2 separate regions of the Sus scrofa genome follow, and region 2 is linked to region 1. Evidence: chromatin contacts called from public promoter capture Hi-C data. All regions are on one chromosome and are shown on one strand. The core of a region is the stretch at or near the end of the contact, and the rest is flanking DNA. Distances in the headings are between cores, read along the strand shown.

Region 1 (4,774 bases), core at 1,308-3,807:
TCAATTCCCTTCAGCCCAGGGAAAGAGGAGAGAAAATGGGCAGAGGTGACTACTGAGTTAGCTCTGAGTCAGTAGGAACTAGAAGCCATTCCCATATCCTCATGTGCATTCCAGAGAGTAGTGTTTCTGGAATGTTTAGCTAGCATGTATTTCACATATATGTCCAAGGAATTTCTGAGCAATTGTCAAGCCCCTCTCAAGGGCAATAATGCTACCTCCACAAGCTACACGTCATCTTAAAAATCTTAAGCGTCACCTCCCACTACATTTACAATAATTTTTTTTTTAATTTTTTGTCTTTTTAGGGCCATACCTGCAGCATATGGAGGTTCCCAGGCTAGGAATCAAATCAGAGCTGCAGCTGCCAGCCTACACCACAGCAACTTAGGAACACAGCCACATCTGTGACCTACACCACAGCTCACGGAAACGCCAGATCCTTAACCCACTGAGTAAGGCCAGGGATCGAACCCCTATCCTCATGGATACTAGTCAGCTTCGTTACCTCTGAGCCCCAACGGCAACTCCTACAATAAAGTTTACATTCCTACCTACCACAGACCTTATCTCCTCCACTACATCCAACAGGCCCTAAGCCTTAAGGGCTCTATCAGTTTCTCTTGCCTTTGGGCCTTCAGTTGTGCAGCTTCTTTACCTGGACTTCCTCCTCTCCGACCCCCACTTATTTGCTAACTCTATCCTTTAAGTCACCGCTTGATGAATTTCCTCCTGAAAGCGTACCCCGAGTATACCAAGACCACTGTTGTCTTTTTTTTTTTTCTTGTCTTTTCTATGGCCGCACCCGCGGCACATGCAGGTTCTTAGGCTTGGGTCAAGCTGGAGCTACAGCTGCCGGCCTACACCAGAGTCACAGCCATGCCAGATCTGAGCTGCTTTTTCGACCTACATCACAGGTCACCCCAACGCAGGATCCTTAACCCACTGAGCAAGGCCGGGGATCGAACCCGCAACCTCATGGTTCCTAGTCAGATTCGTTAACCACTGAGCTGCGATGACAACTCCAAAACCACTGTGGTCTACTTACTCCCTTGGCACCTGTTTATTCTAAGCGCTTGGGCACATGATGGGTTGTACGACAGAACCCATGTGAATCTTATTTGTCATTTTAGGCTAACTTCCTAGAAGCCCCTAATATTGTGGCCTTTTAAAAACTAGTTGAACTTTAGTTCTAAAATTTTGCATTCTTGGACCTCCTGTGTGGCTCACATAACATTTTACATTCTAACTTCCATGGCTCAGAAAAATCAAAAGCACAAGGGTTCTCCGACATCACCCAAAGGACTCTAAGTTTCCTTCCTTCAGGTGAGAGCCGACTCAGCTGACAAGAGCCAAGATCAAGTAAGCAATTAAATGGAAGACTCTTATTTGTGAACCAAGTTACCTAGACTCTAGTAGTTCCTACACATGTGCTTGTACAGGTCAACTGTCCCTGAGCCTCAGTTGCCCCATTTGAGAAAAATGATCTGCCGTCTGATCTTGCTTAAGGGGTAGGTGTGGGTTGGGCAGATTTCTCAAGGGATTTTCCAAGATGGCCTCCCATAAGTTCCTATTTACCTCCGACACGTGGAAAATCGGCACCTGGCCATAAATCGTGTTAATGTTGTAAGTCACAGTACCACCTCAGTAGAGGTTTCTAGTTGACCTTTTTTTGCCGGGGGGGGTGGTGGTGGTGGTGGTGGTGGTGGTGGTGGTGGTGGTGTCTTTTTTGTCTTTTTAGGACCACACCTGTGCCACAGGGAAGTTCCCAGGCCAGGGGTCTAATCCGAGCTGCAGCTGCTGCCCTACACCACAGCCACAAAGCTGGATCCAAGCCACGTCTGCACATACACCACAGCTCATGGCCATGCAGGATCTTTAACCCACTGACCGAGGCCAGGGATTGAACCCACATCCTCATGGATACCAGTCCGGTTGCTACCGCTGAGCCACGATGGGAACTCCCTACTCTTCGAGAAGCTCTGCACCAAAAACTGCCTCTCAGAATAGCTCTCCTAGGGGAAGAGAAGGGTTGGATAGATCCTGTGGTTAGTGACCCTACACTGCCCACCAAAAATATCTTTTGTCCCTCTTTCCACCACTTCAGTTTCTTCTCACTGTCCCCTCCGCACATGCCAATAAAATCCTCAGGGGGCGATTCCACCCTAGGAAGATCTTGCTCTCCCTGGACCCTGGGTTGGCTCTCAGACTTAGGCTGCAGACCAAGGCCGAGGGGCTGGAGCTTTCTGCAGGGAAGCAGGGCCTCAGAAATGAGCGCTCAAGCCCGGAGCGCTGCACTTCCGCCCAGACCGACTCTCCCTCCCTTCCCAGGAAAGCGGAGGCTGGAGCACCCGGACACTGGCTTCCGTACCCGATGTGCACGGAAAGCTTTCACGAGGTACCGATAGGCCGCGGTGTCACGATAGTGTCGGCCCGTGGCCGCGTTCAAGTAGCGCAGCTCCCGTAGAAGGCCTCGCCAAGTGCGCACGGGTGAGCCTAAGGCCGCCATTTTCCTGTCCTCGGAGACCGGGGCGGGGCGGCGCCCTGAGGCCCCTCTTACGCCTGCTCCCCACCCCCCGCCCTGCCGATTAGTGGTACGGTCGCAACAGACTGCTGGCTCCCCCTATTCATTGCAGGGCAGTGGAATGTCTCACTTCCCTTCTTTGAGGAGCATTATTAATCGAACGTCGAGCGACACCTTAAGGAATTAAGAGAAAAGCAAACGAAAGCCGAGTGTAACTGAATACCCTGGAGAAAGGTCAGGCGAGGGAAAAGGAGGTCCTTTCTTGACTGCGTCACTTCAGACGCCATTAACTGACCGGCCGCTGAGTCTGGAGAAAATGAGGGAATGTCGGAAGTGGGTGTCGATTTGAAATAGAAAGCTGAGAAGATATATCTGTTTTTTTGTTTCTAGAGGGAATATCAAAACTCAGCATATTGACTTCCTAGAGATCTTAACAGGACTGCGGCTCAGACAAGGAAACGGGAGTATGTTGATTCTCGCAAACTAGCCCCACACCTAGAAGAAAATCGTAGACACTTTTCTCATCGTTAAAAAGTTAGCATGTGTCACTAAAGTTATGTGTAAGGGGGAAGAGGCAAAAGTTTCACTGAGAAGTTCACCTAAAATTTCAACCACCCCAGATGGGACTCGAACCCACAATCCCTGGCTTAGGAGGCCAATGCCTTATCCATTAGGCCACTGGGGCTGCTGCGAAAGACGTGCTCAAACAACGTATTCAATTTTTTTCCTGCTTTGTACGTCATCGTCACTTAGGTCTTTTTTTTGACCTATCCTAGGAGATCACACTTAGCACCAATATAAAGGGCGAGGCATGCTGGGAGTTGTAGTTCAGAGAACCAAATTCGCGTTACAGCTCCAAAGGCTTTACCCTCGAAATAGCACCGATGCGCCGGACGGAGAACGGGCACGCGCACAGTTTTGCGTATGCGTTTGCCTGCGCGACAGCCCCCGCGCCTGCGCAAAAGGGCACGTACGACAACGCTGAGCCGAAGGCGCTGGAAACGCTTGGGGAATCTGGGAGATTGGCCCTCCGAGCTTCTGCTCCTTTGCGTTTTTTACAGGAAACAGCCGGCCCCTTCCGGTATTGCGGCTTTCCTACCTGCTAGCTCGGCCCCAGCCTGCCGCTAGGTGGCGTTGGTAGCGGTCATTTTCTGTTTCCGGTTGAAACAGGCCATTTCCGCAGAGCCAGGAGTCAGGCAGAAATGGTTACATGGCCTTCTGTGTTGGCGGGCCAGTGGTAAACATGGGGCGGCAGGAAGTAGTTCAATTCATTAGGAATTAGTTAATTCGAAATAATTAGGAGTTAATTTTCTGGTTCTGTTCATTACTGAATAACTTGGACAAGTCACTTCTGAGTTTCACGACCTTACCCTTTGCTTAACATGTCTCAGTGGCTCCGCATTGCCCCTAAGATAAATTTCAGACCACTGGACCCTGCCTAAATTGACCCTCGTCTTTATCTTAACGTTTATGTCTCGCTGTTCATCCTCTGCCCCGTATCTGAACTTCTCTCGTTGTTTTTCCATATTTATGTTATTCTCTTTGTGCGAATCTTAACCATTTGCATTAATTCTATTTACCTTTTGGGCCTCGAGCTTCCTCGGGAAGTCTAGGTCAGACATTTCCTCAGGCCTTTATGGTCAGTATGGCAAGATTAAAATGATTCGCCTCCTCTGCGCTCATCTACATTTTCTAGATTCCCTATGTGATCTTAAACTTTTACAAGCTGCTACTTGTGTCTCAGCCTCATGTTCCACAGCTGCTCAATCTCAGAAATTCCCACTCTTAACAGGTCACTCTTGCTAGGTCCGTGTCAGAGTCCACTTGTTCTAGCTGGGGCCAATTTTGATCACTTTTTCATACTTCGACTGAAATCCAGAATCAACACAAGAGTAAACCAGTGCGACTTAATGTGAATGACTCTCTCCCAGTCACACTCATACTATTCATTTCATTCTAATCACAAGTCTCTGATTTTCAAAAAGCAAATAGGCAGGATGGGGTTAGGAAGAATGCTATCAGTTATTCTTTCCTCAATAGGAATTTGTTGAACTAACTTTCCAAGAGATGGCAAATTTGGCGTTCCCTTGTGGTGCAGTGGGTTAAGGATCCTGTGTTGTCATGGCAGCAGTTTGGGTAGCGCTGTGGCAGGTTCAGTCTCTGGCTGTGGAACTTCCACGTGCCCTGGGTGTGGCAAAACAAACAAAAAGTGAAGCAAAGTACCATATTCAAGCCCGCTCTGAGGAAGCAGGA
Region 2 (4,373 bases), core at 1,388-3,887, 800 kb after region 1:
ATACTGGCCTGTTTAAACAGCTAAAATGCAAATAAAAGAAACCTTTTAAAATGTCTAAAAATTAAGAACTAAAATCTAAGGAGTTCCCATTTTGGGTCAGCAGATTCAGTCCCTGTTGTTGTCTCCGTGAGGATGCAGATTCAATCCCTGGCCTCCCTCTGTGGGTTAAGGATCTGATATTGCTGCAAGCTGTGGCAAAGGTCACAGCTGCAGCTTCCATTTAACCACTACCCTGGAAAATTCCATATGCTGCCATAAAAACAAACACACACACACAATTAAAATTTAAGTTTCACCTGTACTATCTTTCCAACATGTGGGCCATGTCAGAGCAAACTAGTGTGAAGGATCTGACAGTTTTACCCTACTTGCAAGCTAACAAAGTAGTTTCCCATCCATGCTGGTAGAAGACACAAGACTCCTGGGTCAGAGACAAAGAGCAGTTAATTACTTCCAGTAATAAGCCAAAGTGTCAAGGTTCCTGCACTGGTTCCCACAGCAACAGTTCCCACCTGGTAAGGTGAAGAGGGCCAGGTAACATGTGCACCCACAATAGGTTGTGTTCAAGAGAGGAAACCTAAGCTTAGGGAACCCTCATCTTTTATGATGGGCAATAAGCATGCCTGCCTTTTACTACAAAAGGAGACATTTTTCTTTATTATACTGGACCATATGCATGCCTGCTCTTGGCTCTGGTAAAAGACATTTTTCTCCATCTTCCAAGGCTGTTCCTTCTACAAGCATCCTTCAAAAACAGAAACAAAGGGGAGTCAGCACCTCCCCTAGCAAGACTCCCCTAGCAAGACCCACGGAAAACTGTCTTCCTCAAACTAGATTCTTTTCCTAACAAATAATTAAATCAAAAGTCTAACACTAAAATCTATTTTAGGCATCAATTTCATATGTTCTTTGACCTAGCTCAATTACTTATTAGCTTTTTATCTCGAATTAAATAAACTAGTCACTTTTAAAAAGGCAGTATATATTAAAAATGAATTAGTTACCTTGTATTTTTAAAAGGAAGGGCTCAAATATTTGCAATATGAACATTTAAAAACCTCAATTACTCTGCTAGAAACAATTTACCGTACTTACTTTAAGTGTTCATGTTAGCAATGGGAGCTACCTGTCAAAAGTCTCATTATACAGTAACAAACACCACAAAGAGAACAGTAACTTCAACATTTCCAGGTGCTGTCTACAAAATACAAGAAAATACTGCACCCCAAATCACTTTGTTCTATTTCTCTTTACCATTTACTGTCTTAAAATAAAATCTCCGACAGAGGACAACAAAACATCGTCTCTCAGTTCCTTTGTCCCCATCAGAGACGAGAGAATTGGGGGCTCATTAAGGAAAATAACCCAAAACATTCAAGACAAAAAATAGACGGCATCCGATGTGTAATCAATCATCAAAGAAAGTCACTATCACTTCATCTTCATCCCTTCCTTTCCCCCCTCCGGCTCAAATAACGTGGGTATATACGAGATGATTAGGATCATATGGACCTGGACAAAGCTTTGGGGAGGCCAAGGGTAGCAGTTAACTAGATGCAGTCGGCAAGGGACCCGACAAACAGTCTGCAGCAGACTCCGACAGGGGTTTTCAAAAGTGCGGGTCGCACCAGCCAGGCACCCCGGGAGGAGAAAGCTGGGGAGCAGGAGCAGCAGAAGCAGCAGCAGCGCTGGAGTCCGCGGCGCCGGTGGAAGTTGCTCACGGGGCGCGCGGCACGCCGCAGAGCGCGCGGGCCCTCCATGTCACCGCCGCCAGCACAGACCCTCTCCGCCCCTCCCCCGCCGCGCACCCCGAGCGGCGGCGACATGACAGCGGGTCGCCGCGACGCACCGGGGCGCCGGCCTCCCGGGGTCCCTCCCCGCGTTCCCCAGCCCCCCGCCTCCGCGGCCGGCTCTCACCTTGGGTAGCGAACGGCGAGGAGCCGCTGACCGGCGAGCCGGGGGCGGGGACCGGCGGCGGGGTCTCGCCGGAGCCCAGCATGGGCGCGGGCAGCATGAGGTAGCGCTGGGGCGCGGGCAGACAGCGCTGGCAGAACGAGTGCAGGCAGGGCAGCAGCTTGGGCGCCCGGCTCTGGATGTTCTGGTGGCACACGGCGCAAGTGTCCAACAGGTTGAGCCGGGCCGCCTCGCTTCCGCGCTCCGAGTCGGGGCCCTGCCGACTCTCGGCCTCGTTCTCCCCGCTCGGCGCAGCCGAGGGCCCCCCGGCGGCCGCCACCGAAGCCGCTGCGGCCGCCGTCGCCGCCTTCTCCACAGCCACCTCCATTGTCCTGCCCCCGCCGCCGCCGCCGCCGCCGCCGCCGGGAAAGGAGGAGCGCGGTCTCTGCCCACCGCCCCCGACGACCTCCTCCTCCACCGCCTCCTCCTCCTCCTCCTCCCAGGCCGCTAGGGTGACCCGCAGGAGAGGGAGGGAGGGAGGGAGGCCCGGGCCAAGGAAGCCTTCTCAGGCCCCAGGGATCCGCCTCCCGGGTGGCGCGGCCGGAAGAAGGGGATCTGTCAGCGGGGACTGCTCCTCGCACCGGGGAGGCTGCGCCCCATCCGCTTCGCCAACCGCCGCGGCGCTCGTCGAATCCGCCCAGCCCGCCCTCGCCTCCCCGCCTTTCTTTCGGGCCCCCTGGCCCACCTCAGGCCCCGCCCCCTCCCTCCCTCTCCCAGCAACCGAGACGTCGGCGAGCAGCGCGCCACCCAATAGCCGCCGCGCCTGGCCGGGGGGCGGGGCCTTCCCAAGCCCGCGAGGCTCCGACAGCCGCGGCGGGAGGCTAGGAGGTGGGAGGGCTCTTGCCCAGCCCCTCCCCCCAACTCCTGGAACCACGGCCTCTGATTGGGCCTTTGTGTGTGTTTAGCTCCTCTGAAAAGATTAAGGGCTCATTTGTTAACGATCAACCACCTAATTCGGTCCGCCTGTGTTAGCCCCACCTATGGGGCGGAGCTTCACTTTGTCTACCGACGCTTTTAATTAAGTAACTGCTTCGAAAACTCCCGTTCTGCTACTGAAGATGGGCTCCTGTAGGGGAAGTAAATATGTTGGGAGAGTCGAAGTGGAGATTGTGAAGAGCAAACAAGGAAAAAATTTTAAAAATGGAAAAATGTTGCGTAAAAAAGATATTGTGCAGGCAGCATATATTTTGCCACATGAATTGAGTATGATGAATTATGAGCATGAATTGTTAAGAGGGGAAGTTCTCTTGCAAGTCGGGAAATTTTAAAGGATTTCCCCAATGAAAAAGGTGAAATCAATTTTTAAAGTCAGTGATTTGCTTTTCAAGTGAATAAACATGGTTTATTCTCCAAAGAATTAATACATAAAGACTGTTCAAAAGTGGTTTTTTTTATTACAAGGAATAAAAATAAATGTTAATACTAATGTCCAAATAATTCTAAAATATTCTTTTCCAGCCACCCACCCGAAGCCCTCCCTCCCAACACACACACACACACACACACACACACACACACACATTTTAGAAGTCGCACACATTTTTCACTCTAAAGTGGCTAAGCTTTTAAGGATTTTGAAGTATAGAAACAGGGTGGGAGAAACAAAGCTTTTGAACACAATTATGGGAAAAAAATTATATGGAAGTGCCATTTTTTAGGAACACATGAAGTGATGCTGAATCTTTGAGAGTGGGATGGGGTCAGAAAAGGCTTTGTTAAAATTGAAATGATCCTGGAAGAAGCGATGACAATGGGGGAGAGCAAACTCTAGGCAACTCAGCTCTCCCTCATGACCTTACCTTTCCCAAAATATTCCTCTCCTAGCAGGCTCTTTCCCAGATTCTTAAATCCAATCTCCAGTGGCTTCCAGAGTGTCATTTTCATTCTTAATGACATTCAAGGGCTATTTATCTTGTATAGTTGTTTCTTAAACCTTAGTTTGCATAAAAATCGCCTGCCACATTTACTTAAAAGCTGGTTCTTGAGCCCCTCCCCAGATTCAGTTTTAGCAGGATCTCCTGATTGTGATGTGGATGGTCCAGGACCACCCTTAAAGAAACAAATTTCTTAACCCACTTATTGTCCCTCAACGATTTCATCCCTATACACCTCTCAAGCTGAAGCTCCCACTACTCTCATACTTTATGCTCTAGCAATTTTAACTCTTACCCACTTTGCACAAGCTTTTCCCTTTGTTTTGAAATGCCCTTCGCTCTGTACCCTGTTATGGTAGCTGTACTTTGAAAATCTTCATGTAATAGGAAAGCAAATTCTGTGTTATAAACTAGTGCTTTTAACGTGTTAATATTTCATTACAGAGGTGGTATACAGGATTCAAGTAGACTAAGAGACAAGTGCCTTTTAGTCCCTCAGATGATGGTGGTGAAGAAAAGAGAGGTAAATTGAGAGCCTTGTTTTGA

Evidence for each region. Promoter capture Hi-C pulls out the DNA fragments that hold promoters and counts their contacts.
Region 2: a promoter capture Hi-C map of fetal liver shows a contact between it and region 1, with 2.4 times the contacts expected there. The contact joins the promoter of TRIM24 here to the promoter of FMC1 in region 1. A contact is called at or near these places in 1 of 5 promoter capture datasets (fetal liver) and 1 of 2 datasets of contacts at active chromatin or transcription factors (alveolar macrophages).

Annotation. Positions count from the first base shown.
Region 1 is chr18:10,347,815-10,352,588 of Sscrofa11.1, forward strand. It overlaps FMC1 (protein FMC1 homolog), which reads right to left and starts at 2,558. Exons shown (of 2, transcript XM_005657736.3): 1 at 2,369-2,558. The coding sequence starts at 2,506. TRNAR-CCU (a tRNA gene) reads right to left here and starts at 3,206; the gene lies at 3,134-3,206.
Region 2 is chr18:11,149,118-11,153,490 of Sscrofa11.1, forward strand. TRIM24 (transcription intermediary factor 1-alpha) reads right to left here and starts at 2,638. Exons shown (of 19, transcript XM_021079187.1): 1 at 1,918-2,638. The coding sequence starts at 2,281.